Regions from separate parts of the Sus scrofa genome. Here region 2 is linked to region 1. The links are chromatin contacts, called in public HiChIP or PLAC-seq maps. All regions are on one chromosome and are shown on one strand. The core of a region is the stretch at or near the end of the contact, and the rest is flanking DNA. Distances in the headings are between cores, read along the strand shown.

Evidence for each region. HiChIP or PLAC-seq counts read pairs in DNA pulled down with a chosen protein or histone mark.
Region 2: an H3K27ac HiChIP or PLAC-seq map of alveolar macrophages shows a contact between it and region 1. The contact joins the promoter of PLEKHF2 here to the promoter of C4H8orf37 in region 1. A contact is called at or near these places in 1 of 5 promoter capture datasets (liver), 3 of 47 Hi-C or Micro-C datasets (heart right ventricle, liver and skeletal muscle) and 2 of 2 datasets of contacts at active chromatin or transcription factors (alveolar macrophages and skeletal muscle).

What each region holds. Positions count from the first base shown.
Region 1 is chr4:41,371,221-41,378,397 of Sscrofa11.1, reverse strand. C4H8orf37 (protein C8orf37 homolog) reads right to left here and starts at 4,673. Exons shown (of 6, transcript XM_001924281.4): 1 at 4,476-4,673. The coding sequence starts at 4,630. It overlaps TRNAS-AGA (a tRNA gene), which reads right to left and starts at 5,192; the gene lies at 5,111-5,192.
Region 2 is chr4:41,532,393-41,539,569 of Sscrofa11.1, reverse strand. It overlaps PLEKHF2 (pleckstrin homology domain-containing family F member 2), which reads left to right and starts at 4,638. Exons shown (of 2, transcript XM_021089079.1): 1 at 4,638-4,789.

The DNA.
Region 1 (7,177 bases), core at 3,424-5,923:
TTTAAATAAAGCCTGTTGATAGAGTTGCTAACAGAAAGACAAATGTGACTTTTCCCCCTTACTATGGACACAGCCTAAATTTGTTGAGAAAAAGATGTAGTTTATCAGGTACACATTCACATATGTACTTTTACATACTTAAAACATTTAAAGCTGTATGTTACATTTAAGAGAAAGCTGGATATGTATTTTTCTAAATTACATCAGCCACTCTTTTAAAGAATACAAAATATGTTCAATTATAAGTAGAATATGAGCATTGTAAACAAATATAATTTAAATATGTCTAAATTTTTCTCTAAGGGTTCCACTGTAAGTCAAATAACCATATCTCTTTACTACAGGAGCCAAAGGTTATATAATCAAATGATCAATTAATTACACACACATACACACAGTTGATATTAGCTTTGACAGAGCATCTCAACAACCTCTTTACCGTCTGTAGGTAAAGCCATCACAAGATTACTAATACAAACTGTTTACTGCATGGAACTTCCATTTAACAGCTAACATTTACTGAATATTTGCTACACAGATGAAGAAATAAGGATTTAGAGACTCAGAAACGTGCCCAAGGTCATACAAATAGTGGGAGGGGAGGCTTGGAATTGAATCTAGGGCAGTCCAGACACCTAACATAAACGAGCTGAACTCTAAAGTTTGCATGTTATAGATACTGTACGTCAACTTCATAACTTCATTGGATCACTAAATTATTTTAGAAGACAGGCTCTGTAGTCTAACTCTATTTTTAAAAACATATTTGTACTGAAATTCTTAACATCAGGACAATAGCCCTTCTTTAAAATGGCTTCGAGTGAGATAATTAACCTGATGTAAGAACATTCAGAGGCTACTGCCTGCTACTGAATGTCTAATTCCATCTATGACCAGGTTTCCCCTCTTCAATTCTTCCTTTTCTAACTTTTACCCCTAATATTTTCTCCTCTATATAAAGTATGCTTTCCTCCTCAAAGAGACACTCCAGAGGCTGTCACTCTTGCTTACTACTGACGACCAGTCAATTATTCATTATTTCTACTTCTTTACAACTATATTGGATTTAGCATTAGCGCATGACCTGGACGAGGGTTTCTCAACATTGACAATACTGACAATCGGGGCCAGATAATTCTTGGGTGTGTGTGTGTGTGTGTGTTGCAGGGAGAGGTGGCAGGCTGATGTGTTGCAGGATGTTTTACGGCATCCCTCACTTCCACCCACTAGATGCCAGTAGCATACCCTTTCCCAGTTATGACAATCAGAAAACAGCAAACACTGCCAAATGCCCTTGAGTGGTAAAATCATCACTGGTTGAAAACATGCAACCTAGTTTAAATTATTTAACCTCACGGAGCCTCAGACATTTCACATGTAAAAAGGAGAGTTAGACAACCATTTATAACTTCTTTCAGGTGTAATAGTCTATCTCTGGCCTCTACATCCCTCAACAATAGTGAAACTCTTTTTTTTTTTTTTTTTTCTCTTCAAAGTCACTACTGCCCAAATCACTGCATTCACTGGCTTGTCTCAGTTCTAATCCTCTTTAATTTTTCAGCAGCACCTGACACTTGGGTACCCGTTCCTTCAATTTCTCTCATGACAGCAAGTTGCTAAAATGTCCTCTAGAAATTTTCTCCTCTGGTTTTCAGTTACTCTCTAGATTCTCCTCTTTCATGCAACTCCATAATTTCAAGAATTGGATGCATTCAAACTTCACCAAGCTACTCAGCACTGTTAGGGATCCAAACTGTCAGCTTACACAAGATTCTGGTCTGCTATTAGATTGTGCAATTTCATGATGCCTATGCTTGCCTGTGCTTTGCTATAGAAATGGGAGGAAAAATGCCATCATTTCATTGAGGAAGCACATAAATTTTAAAGGACAGTATAATATTTTTTTTTGTCTTTTGATGCTATAATACCAGAAATCTTAATCAAAGGTTAGTAAACATTTATTGGTTCCCAACCTAACTTTGCTTCTTATATTGAATCTTGATTTAAGATATAGATATTCAAAAATAAAATATGCATTCTAAATAAAATACACACTTGAAACCCCTAATTGAATGTGAAAGGTATATATAAAAGCCTAAATCTGGATGTACAATGTCCTGGTAGACTTGGAAATAGAAACTTGAGCAAGTAACTATTTTTCTAAGTTTTGGTTTGGTCAGTGATACAAGGATAATAGGATTCACCTCACAGGGTGGCAGAGATTAAATGAAATTAACACATATAAGGCTCTCAGCATATAGACTGAATAAATGTTGGCTATTATTATAGCTATTATCTAGGAGGTTATGATATTATCTGTAAATACTTCCATTCGTATGATCTTGAACCACTTTATTCTTATTGCAGTTCAACCCACATTAGCCTCTTTTTAAAAAAAATTATTGCATAGTTCCCTTTATCATTTTGAACTCTTCACCAAATTGCAAATGTTCTGATCATTTATATTAGCAGTTGTTCCTGGTACCCGGATGTGGCATGGCCATTTATTATTTGTAGAGCTATCATTTTAAGAGACAATTTCAGTATTTTAACCCTCAGAAGAAAAAGAGACACAGGCTCTACCTCTGTATAACTGGCAGAGTGTCTCCTATTAATAAATTCACAATATAAATCAGTTCCTAAGTTTCAGGTATCAATTTTGGTTCAGGTGAAAATTTTAATATTTCACACTGTATGCCAGGTAGGAACTGTATTTATTATTAGGTTTAGTGTCTTTGTTGCTTTTTTGTTTTTTTGCAAAAACTTACCTTTACAACTCCATTGCCAAAAGAAAAGTTTTAACACATGACAACAGCACTGGTGTGCTAGCTTTTATAAATTTATTATGAAAAAAATCTGATGTAGTAAGGTGGGATGGGGTGCTAGAAGCTTTATGGATGTATTTTCACAGTATAACAACAGGCTACAGAGAGGCATAAAACAACATGTAAACGGAGAATATGTGCACTTTAGTAACCCTTCCCATTCTGAGCAGGCTGCTCCAAGATATTCTACCCCTCTGCGCCAGTTCTCCTCCGATGAATAGGCTCCGGAAGGCTGTTTGAGAAAGTCTCTCCATTTCCCCAAAGCAATGAATAAAAAGTACAAAGAAATTGGTAGGTAATGCGGGATCAGGATGGCAGATGTGCTGGGAATGAGCCCATAAGGATGTCTAGCGCTCAAGATAATGATATTCAAATTAACGAGTCATCTTTGTACACAAAGTCAAATGGGCCCATTCAAAGCAGTCTAGCTTTTAGCTGGTTCTACATTTATTTTTTAGAGTGCTGCCCAGTACTTGACTAATTTTCAGAACTTCTGTTTCTGAACTTTAGACTCTTTCCAATGTTTTTATCTTCTGAGGGTGAATTTTTATAAACAAACAAATGTCATGAGAAGTAAATCTGGTAAACTGTGCAGCCAATGGTGTTGGGTAATACATCTGGGAAATTACACACAGGCACACAAAAACAAAACCAAACCCAGGAATACAGCCATAAATGAAAAAGAATGACTTTCTTGGGCTGTTCCAAAGCTGTCTCTGTGTAATTCCACAAGTGTTTCCAAGAGATTCAAGCAAGAGGTACTGCTCCCAAGCCATCACTTTGAAGGACAATACTTGTTCTGGCAAAACTTTTGGTTTTTTGGGGTTGAGGGGGAAATGAGATAAAGAAGACAGTCCTATTATTTTATAATTACACTAAAGAAAAATGACTGACAAATCCGAAAGATTTTTTTTTTTTTATCAAAACCGAAGACTTAAGGAAATTCTCCAAATTTCAATTTGGATGCCTCAGATCCTCTGGTACTCTGAGCTGGGGCCGTGGGTAGAAGGAAGGTGGTTAGGATTAATAAAGACAGTACCAATTACCAATAATTAAACCCTTTTATCATATATCTAATCTCATCTAATTCTCTGAGTTAAAAGAAATCAACTGATGATGGAACAGAATGGAAGCATTTTTTTTTTTCCCCAACAATCAGCCCAATGATTGCTTGCCTGAGGTACAGGGTCAGAGGCAAGATGATGAGGTTCTCCTTTGAGGTGGCGCCTCAAAAGAGGATGACAACAGCTCAGGCAAACGGAGGCCGGGTCACCGTGACCCCTCGGCGCTCAAGAAAGGGCGCCTAGGCTGCACCACCTGTACCCCATCGGAACCCCCTGGGATTTATCTGGGTGACAGAAACCGGGTGAAGCCTTGGGCTCTCAGAGACGAGGCATGGCCGGGGCCAGGTGTCGGGGTTTGCTCAGGGGCGGAGTCGGGCCTTGGGAAGAGATGACAGGATCCTCGAGGACAAGAAGTTAGAGTGTGTGCGGCCCTGGGAGCGGGCAATCAAGGGTCTGGTCCCTAACAGGGAGAGGAGCCGGCAGTCTCGGGCGAGGGGGTGCGTTCCTTAGGGTCCGGCGGCGGAGGGGTGGCTTTAGGGCCTGGAGCAGGCTTTACCAGAGCAGCCCACCCCTCCCGCCCGTTAACCTGAGAGTCTCTTTCTCCTCGGCTCGGCTCCGGTCGTTGCTGAGGACACCGCCGCCGCAGCCTCTGGGCCGCTCGACAATGCCCAGTCTCAGGGGGTCTGATCCGCAGAACTTGGACTCGACCTCATCCAAGAGCTCGTCCAGGTCCTTCGCCATCTTGAATTGTCACAGCCCTCCGCCTCTGCAGTTGCTATAGTACTGCGTGGTTTCCAGGGGCAACGCGAGGACACGCTGCGCGCGCTCGCCGTCCTCGCGCATGCGTGCGCTGTCCCAGGGCCGCCCGGGTCCCGGCGAGGCCGCAGCGCAAGAGCGCTGTCGTGGAAGGTCTAGTTGGGTTCCGGAGGCCCCGTGGCGCAGGCTTTCTGGTGGAGCTGGTGGTCGGAGCTGTTCCTTTCTGCGTAACCTGGCGCTGCCTCGCTTGTCTTTGTTCCAGGATGTCTGGAGTGTTTTGTTCCATCTCCCTCTCCTGGACTCAGGTTGTAACAACAGTCACACGACTCCCTGACTCTTTCATCTGCTCTTCTTCTGGCCCCATTGGGGGTCCCCCTCCTATCCTAAACGTTCATAAATAGTTCAAATAGTCTGTGGAGAAGCCTGCAAAAGGAAGGCCATGTTCATAGCAAAAGTGTACCTGCCCGTAGTCGGCAGGATTCGAACCTGCGCGGGGAGACCCCAATGGATTTCTAGTCCATCGCCTTAACCACTCGGCCACGACTACTGCTGGTGTTAATTTCAGCAGTGATCTATGTAGAATCTACACGCAAGTGTCTGCTGCAGTAACAGGTATGTTTGGTTCGCGAGTAAGACATAACAATGCTGTTCTGTCAGATAACAGCATGTTTGAATGTTTTGGGACTAATAATTGTAGTTTTTTGAAAGGCTCTTTGAGCGTGTCCCTTCCAACCCTTTGATTCCCCATCAGAAAAAAAACTGAATTCTAGTAAAATCGCTAAAGTTAGAGTCAGAAAACAGGACAGAGGGCGAAAAGCCTGGTACACCTGCCGGCAGAGTGATGGAACCGTTTCCAGGAGGGAACCGGGAACCTCAGTGCCCCCCAACGCCCAGCCTTCAGGTTTCCTTGCCTGGCTCCTGGCTGCTGGCTCCACCCCTCCCGCTCTCTCTTAGCCAAAGAGCTCCCAGACTGTCCCTGCCTTAAAAGCAGTACTTTGAAAAGTGTAATTCATGATACAAATGCAAGATATTGTCAGTTAATCCTACTCCTACAATATTATGCGCACTGAAACTTGAACTTTGAGTGTTTCTAATGTGGGATAATACAGAGGTTGACAACCTTGGAAACTGGCTATAGTTTGATCCGAATGAATTAATAGCCTCATTTATTTGGTTTGCTGTTTGTTCAGAATAACTTTAATGTCCCTGAAGTGGTGTGATGGAGTGAATGTGCCTGCTCACTAGAGCCCACCTCTGAAGTTTTGGGTGTTTTGGGAGCCAGTTGTTAAATGCAACCATTACTAAAATTAAATTAAAAAATAAATCAAACTATATAAACCCCACAATTAAATTAACCATATTAAAAAAAGCAATACTCAGAATTCACCACAGTCTAGTTATTTTCCTACATTTTACTATATTTTCTGCTGTTGAGATTATTTATATCTGTTGTATCTGAAATACTGTATAATGGCTTACTATTGTGAATTTCTTCTTAACTTGGCATTCAGTGATGTCAGCTTGAAATCAGCCTTTCTGGATATATTTACACCAGGGAAATTGCAGAAGCTACAAACATGGTTTTTTTTTTTTTTTTTCCTAGAGCTGGTTTTCAAACACTTACCCAGCACACCACTAATGTTACCATCATACCAACCTTGAATGTTTCCAGCAAGGCAACATACCCCTTACTTGCAGGGCTGCCCTGGTTTTTCTCCCTGCAACTTGTTTTAGCTCACAGAATCGCACTGATTTCCCACTCAGTAGCTTAAGTTTTACTTTGATTTTTGCCAACTTGTCTTGCTTGGTGTTTCTACTTAGAACTGGCCTCCAGCAGAAAGACAGGAACAAGTCACTTGGTTTTGAAATTGCCCTTGGAATATGGTTCCAGAGGGAGTAACACATGATTGCCATACAGTTTAACAGGCTTAAATTAATAATTTGATTTTTCTCTAGAAAATATGAAATCTGAGGTATACCACGCTAGTCGTTGAAAGGCTCTATTAGCATGTAGAAGATTTGCGCGAAGGTCCATGAAAAGATAAAAGGGAAAATGTTTCTAGCTGTGTGTTTTGTTTTGTTTACATAAATATTAGAAGAAAATTGGAGGTTGTTTTCTGTTTGCTCCATTCCCATCCACATTTTAATCAGCTATCATTTGTATACCATCCAGAGGTTGGTGTTTTGAGAATTTCACTTACAGTTCGTTCAACTCCCCATTGGGTCTTCCAACTGCAGTTGTGTTGTCCTTCTGGTTTGTCATAGAGAAAGTCAAGTCCAGTTCAGTGCCTACTATGAGAGATGCCACATATCGTATATGGGTATGGCTGTGTGATAAACTGGAAAATGATAGTGCACTATTAAAAATCTTCGCATATCAGGAGTGACACCAGGTCCAGGTGCACTTCAGTGGACTCTAACCAGGGCAGGTGGATGTACATGTTGAGTGTACACATGGCTTTGGAAGATTCCGCGTTCATTCATTCATCATATTACAAGATAATTAAAAAAAAAAAACCCACACATTATAGG
Region 2 (7,177 bases), core at 3,389-5,888, 160 kb before region 1:
AATCAGCCCCCTTCCTATCTTTAAAAAATAGAATAGTCATTCTTTCAGGTTTGTCTGATATTTTCCCAGCAGTCTAGGAAAAGAGTTCCCTGCAATATGAGCTGCCTGAAGCTATACTGGGGAGTAATGCTTTCTCCTTTTCTTCTGCCTTTCAGGTCTCACGTATGTGTCTTCATTGGCAGGATTTAACCTGAAACCATACAGGGAAAAGTCCCCTGGACTATGAAGTTCTAGGCTTTTTCCCCTCCTGCAGAAAATCATGTAGAAAGAGGTGGCAATAGGCTTGAGTTGAATGAAAACTGACAAGCTGAACATGCTCTTGCCCTGTTAGCACTTGGGAATGGAACTATGAATGAGACAGTGAGCTTCCTGCTTTCATGGAGCTTACAGACTCCAGGCAGACCTTGGAGTACTGTGCGGGACAGACACCGGGTTGTGACAGATTAGTGGGCACTCTTAGGACACAGAGGCCTGACAGATAACAAGGAGCCACAGCAATGAGAAGGGCAGGATATGGTGTTCTTGGGACTGTCCTAGATAGAGAAGTGGCCTGGGCAGTGTGCCCTATAGCAGAAAAGAGCGTGATGTATATATTTATTTATTAGTCTTTTTAGGGCCGCACCAGTGGCATATGGAAGTTCCCAGGCTAGGAGTCGAATCAAAGCTCCAGCTGCCGGCCTACACCACAGCCACAACAACAGCAGATCTGAGTGGCATCTGTGACCTACACCACAGCTCACAGCAATGCTGGATCCTCAACCCACTGAGAGAGTCCAGGGGATCGGACCAACATCCTCATGGATACTAGTAGGGTTCATTACCGCTGAGCCACGATGGGAACTCTGTATTTTTTTAAAACAACAGAAGGTCAACATCACTGGAATTTGGTGGAGCGTGGCTTCACCTTAAGATGGAGAGAATGGTAGAGGCTGGATTATGCCAGGTCTTCTAGCACCGGTGATGAGCTGGCATTTTGTTCTAAGTGAAGCAGAAATGTTCCTACTTCATGTAGCCCCTTTGGGCTAATTAGAAAAAGGCATCTCCTTCTCAAGGCATTTCCATCTTATTGGAAAATTGTTGTAAAAATACTTTTATTAGAACGAGGCACTTTATTGAAAATTTCCAGAGAAGATCTGTGACAAATATAAAGTTTATGCTGCTTCAGTGTGAAAGGCGCTCTTCCATAAGGTTATTCTACTACAACCTGTACAACTAACTGTACATGACTGCCCCAGTGGGGAGCCGTGGAAGGATTTCTGCAGAGGAGTGATATAAGCCTGGGCAGTCCCTGTGGGGAGGGGCTGTGAGGAGAGGTAAATCCTACAATATTTTGGAGGCGAAGGCTTTGGATAAAGAAGATGGGGAAGAGGATGAGGTAGTGATTACTCAGCAAGTTTGTGGATGACAGTGCCATTTCCCTGAGACAGGCACGACTGGGAGAAGACCAGGGTCTGTCTGAGGGTTAGGTGAACAGAGAAATCAAGGAGTCATTAAAATGGAAGGATCTGCCATCTTCTTTTGTTTTTAGGGCAGCACCTGTGGCATATGGAAGTTCCCAAGCCGGAGTTGAATTGGAGCTGTAGCTGCTGGCCTACACCACAGCCACAGCAGCACAGGATCCAACCGAGCTGCAGCTGCTGACCTACACCACAGCTCATGGCAACCCTGGATCCCCAACCCACTGAACGAGGCCAGGGATCGAACCCGTGACCTCCCGGATACTAATTGTGTTTGTTACCACTGAGCCACAATGGGAATTCCTGCTGTCTTCCTTTGAATGCTCTGTTTTCAACTAAAAGTTAACCAAACTCTTGTCTTTTCCAAAATAGGTATCCTTGAAAAACTTAACCATCGGGTCAAGGATGATTGTAAGAACTTTGCCTTTTAGGATTAAAACATTTGGTCAAATTCAATTTTACTAACATTTTCAAGTTCCTCTATGTTTTAGACACTCTGCCAGAGACTTTACACCCCTTATCTCATTTCCTCTGCTCAGCAATCCATGAGGAAGTTCCTATTTTCATCTTCACTTTACAGAGATCTGAGGTTCAGAGAGCGATCTTATCACTTGATTTGAACAAGGTGCCACAGTGTGGGTCTGAATCAGGAGCTGATCCTACTGCCTGAGTGCCTTGTTTTTTTTTCAGCTTTGTCAGTGCTGTCCAATAGAACTTTTATATATCTGCACTGTCCAGTAGTCATGTGACTTTTAAATCTGCACTGTCCAGTAGTCATGTGACCTTTAAGCACTTGAGATGTGGTTGGTGTGACTGAGGAACTAAAATTTTAATTTAAATAATGACTCATGGCTAGTGGCCACTATATTTGTCAATAATCCCCAAACTGGGGTGCACACAGCCCAAGGAGGGTACAGAATATGCAGAGTACAGAAAGAAAACACACAGAGATATATGTTTTAAATCATTATTTCTGATTTTTATATTGTATGTTTTATAGTTAGGCATATCATGATAGGCATATCATTATAAAAATTAATGAACAGAAACCACAATTAATACAGAGGCAGGAGGTCAGAAGAGGGAGCTCTTCAGCCCTATGACAATAGCACTGCCCAGCAGGAAGAAGAAAGCCTTCTTCTTGCTTGGCAAGAGCTCAACCAATGAGAGACTGTCACAACTCAACCAATGAAAAGCCATTATACTTGGAATTTATAATATCTCCAATGGACTCATCGTTTACAATAGCCCTCCCACCTTCTTCTTTCCCTCTTTAAAAGAGTTCTCCTCTCTTTGCAGTGTAGGGACTTGTAGGTGGAATCCACATGGAAGCATACCCTGAATTGCAGTTCTTGGTTGATCCTGAGTAAACCCATTTTTACTGGAGAAATAAATGGCAATCTATTTGTTTTACATCAATATTATAATAGGCGTGTGTGTGTATACACTTTATAATTAATTATATATATTTTAAATTTAACACTCATATAGCCCTTACCATGCACAAGTCACTATACATTACAAATAGTAATAACACTAGGGGGTAGATACTTTAATTACCCTCATTTTACAAATGAAGAAACTAAGGCAAAATTTGGATATGCCCAAGGAAACAGGTAGCTGGTGGCAAAGCTGAATTTGAGTAGTTTGGCTTCTAAGTCCATACGTTTTAGGGTGAGCTAAATAAGTATATTGGGAAATACGAGAGGACAAACTTTTACTGGTAAGTGAGTGACAAAAATGTTTGGTGACTATTGTTCTAGACTAGACTTTAGCCAACCAATCAGACATAGCCATTCCTAATCTCAAAATTGAAAGGGATTTTGGAGATGATGGAGTCCATCCTTTTTTCCACTGACAGATGGTCTTCTGCATGTAGAGGAAGAAGGAACTAAATGAAATTGGGGTAGGGTGATGGTTCAGATGAGAATCCTGGGGACATTTACACTTGTCTTCAGAGACAACTATACCTAACAGATGTAAAGTTTTTCTGGTGGTAATAGTCTACGTTTTCCTATTAAAAAAAAATATCGGTTTTGCAGTTTTTTTCTAGTTACTAATTTTATTTAAAAGACTTGCTTGTTTCTGAGATATGGAAAAAGTGAGGATGGGAGGCTGAATACCTGGAGGGGATCCCAGACCAAAAGAAAGTTCCTGCTTATGTATCCCTAGGTGGGTGCTCTTTTATGTGGCTTGGGTGCGGTGGTTCTAATTCAAGAATAATCAAAGGTAAAATATCCTTGAAATAATAGATCAACGGGAAAGATAAAATTTACCCAAGTCTAATTTCTGCCTATACGCTTTCCGTTTGAAGTGAATATTCTGTCTCCTCCCCCCATTCCTCATCTTAGTCATCTTAAACATCTCTCCACGTATCCGTCAGCTCGCTTAGCTGCGTTATAAATGAAGAAGGGCAGGTTTAACCTTATATGGTATCATTACTGTTTTCAGATGTGTGAAGTTGGATGACGTTTGTGGCGTCAGAGAAAAAGTTTTGGAAAGACCAGAGTTCTAAGTCAGGGAATAAGTCATCCATCACTTAAAAGACTGTATGGGGTATGTGTGTTGTAGCCGCAGCTCCCTCTGTTTCAAGTGGTGGGGTCTTAGGAAAAGCCAGTGGAAGATGTGACAGGCAGGAACGCTGTGCTAAAGTGGGAGTAGCAAACAAAAGTCCGCCCAGCTTTTATTTCCCGGCAGTGGAAAGTTCTTGAGTTCCCCTTACAGGCCAGTTCGGTGGTGTGGGAGAGGGGGCCCAGCCTTCCTTCCGTTCTTCCAGCCTCGCTAAGAACTTCGTGGGCAGATGAACAATCCTTTCCAAGGACTTGCCCGCAGCTAGGCAGCCCAGGTAAGACGTCCCACGTGCGCCCAATCGGCTCCAAGGCGCGCGTTCCCACTGAGCACGGAGGAACCAACCCCAGGCCCTGGCTACCCAGGTGGGTGTGGCTTTCGTGGTGGCTCCGCCCCCTCGAGCTCGTCGCGCGGGGCCGCCCGGGCGGGGCGAGGGAACGGGCAAGAAAGGGCGGGGAGCGAGCGGTGTGGGTGTGCTCGTGCCCGCGCTCGCGGCTGGCGTGTGGGTGGCGGCGCGCCCGTGCGCGCGCAGGGGAGAGGCTGTCCCCGGCGGCCGTTGTGGGGTTCGACTGGAGGGGCGGGAGGGTCACCTGCGAGCGGCTTCGACGCCAGCCCGCCGCGTCTGGATCGCGCCGGCTGCGAAACGCTGTTGGCTGCCCACTCTGGGAGGCTGGGGCGGAGGATCGAGCAGAGTCCGCGCCCGGCGCTCGGGACGAGGAGGAGTCGGACCTTTGCCGCCGCCGCCGCCGTCCGCGCCCGGCCGGGTAGGTGAAGCCGGAGTTGGTTGTCCACCGGCCGCCGGCGGGCGGGGAGAGGAGAAGCGAAACTTTCCGGGCGCTTCCCTCCGCGGTCCCCGGCCGTCGGCGGCGCGGGGAGGTGTCGTCGTCTCGGGCGGCGGCGGCCGACGCCATGTTGGGGTCTGTGAGAAACGGGGCGCTCCCGGCCGCTCCCCTCGCCCTGGGGGAGCCGCGCCCGCTCGCAGGACGCCGCCGCCGCTGCGGGAGGGCTCGGGGGCCGCCCGGGGGGCCGTGCCGGTGCTCGTTCTGTCCTCCGGGCCGCGGGGCGGGGGCCGGGCGGACGCGAAGCGGACCCTGAGATCGGGTGAGAAGTTGGGAGGCGCGGGGACTGGGGTCCCAGTCGTGGCCAATGGCATCTTAGGGCCCCAACATCTCTCTGTCCAAAAAGTTTGCAGGGTCTGGGCATCGCGGACGTTGTAATCTGAACAGCGTATTTTTATGTGATTGGCGGCCAAAAATGGCACCGCAGAATTTACCCTGATAGAAGCGTTGGCTCTAACGTCTTACTTACTTGGAATCTTTTAAAAGTTGTATGGTCTTTTGCCCAATTTATTTTTCCTTTATTTTTTAAATTTTTATTAAAGGCCGAGAGCTGCCTCTTCATGTTGCTTGACTATCCTTGTGCGCCCTTAGGACATTGAAGCAGTAACTTGTGAGTGTGCACTGGAAATCGTGGGTAGTATTAAGGTTACAGATAACCAAGTTCTTCTCTGTAATTCAGAGACTCACAAAGTTTGTAAATCGGTAAATACTTTCTTTGTTGTGTTTCAGTACGTCACTGAAGAACAAATTCAGTAAAGAAGGACTTAGACACGAACATTGAGAGACTCAAAGGCATGTGTTCTGTTTAGAATAAGGTGAAGTGATCTTGACATTGCGAGGTTTCCCCCCTCCTTTTGGTTCCTTAAAGGTGCTTGCCTACTGTGTTTTGAGCATTTAGATTTTTCTGTCCTTTGCGAGCTCATGGGGTCCTCAGGTTAATTCGGTATTAAGGAAAGCTTCTATTTTTAATCTCTTTGGGTCCTCACAGCACTGGAGGTGAATGGTATTAAGTTACTTATTTGGAAAGCACATGTAATCGCCTCAAAAAATAAAACTGGTGTACTGACCAAGGCATCAAAAAAGATTCAGCTTGAATCACCCCAGTAAGTGAATGTAAATTACTAGTTTTAATGAAGGCATTTGAGCTTCCAAATTCTGTTAATGAACTGAAAGGACTTTTTAACTACAAATCAGATAAACCCTTAAACATATCTTGGAGAATTTCTCTTATCAATCTTTAGGTAAAAATATAGCTTCGGCTCAGATTTGATCGCTAATTTCCTTAATTCTAGAAGAAAAAAAAAAACCTTTTTTTCCCCACTGTTAGGTAATTGCCATTATATGTATATATTTTTCTGTATGAAGAGTTACCTACAAATAAAGTGATTTAACTAACTTCAAATCTAACAGCCAAACTGGTATTTAAGTGAGATCTTATGACTGAAGCCTTCTCATTTTTCTTACAGCGTAACTGCAGGATATATAACTCATTCCTGTGGAGTAGTCTCTCTCCACCTTGTTTCGTCTGTTAGCTGCTCTTTCTGATTTTAATTTAGTTTCTCAGTATATCTATTTCCTGGAGTATTTCTTAGGAAATCTCAGTTTATGAGAGTTCATGTACTGAAATTATTCCTCCTAAAATTATTCACTCAAGCCTATAGAAGCTCCTTCTGCCCTGTTCTCCTTACCCCATCCTCTTTTTCTCCCCAAGAATAATTCACCTATCTATCCCATTGCATCCCAGTAAATGTATCTGTCATGGCACCTTCTTGACAGCAGGTTTAGGTCAGGTCTGAGTTGCCTCATCATCCCCAGAACATAGCACATGCTCAGGAAAGGTTTGAATGGATAAATACACATGTGTTTCTTGTAAATACGCTTTATGAATTTCTTGTTAAATTGCACTTTCAGGGGCAGAAGAGTTAAATCTTCTCTAACCACCTTTTTTTTTTTTTTTTTTTTTTGAGAATTTACCTTGGCAACTCATTAATTTTGGTCTGGGGGTACAGAACTTGAATGTTTGTGAAATTTCAGAGTAGATATGGACAGAAGGATAAGCAGCAAAGAAACAACAGCTGTGAGTCAACAAAAGGATAATAATCATAATTTAAAAGTGCATCTGGGAGTTCCTGTCTTGGCTCAGTGGTTAATGAATCTGACTAGGAACCATGAGATTGCAGGTTCAATCCCTGGCCTTGCTCAGTGGGTTAAGGATCCGGCATTGCCGTGAGCTGTGGTGTAGGTCGAAGATGCGGCTCGGATCCCGAGTTGCTTTGACTGTGGCGTAGGCCGGCGGCTAGAACTCTGATTTGA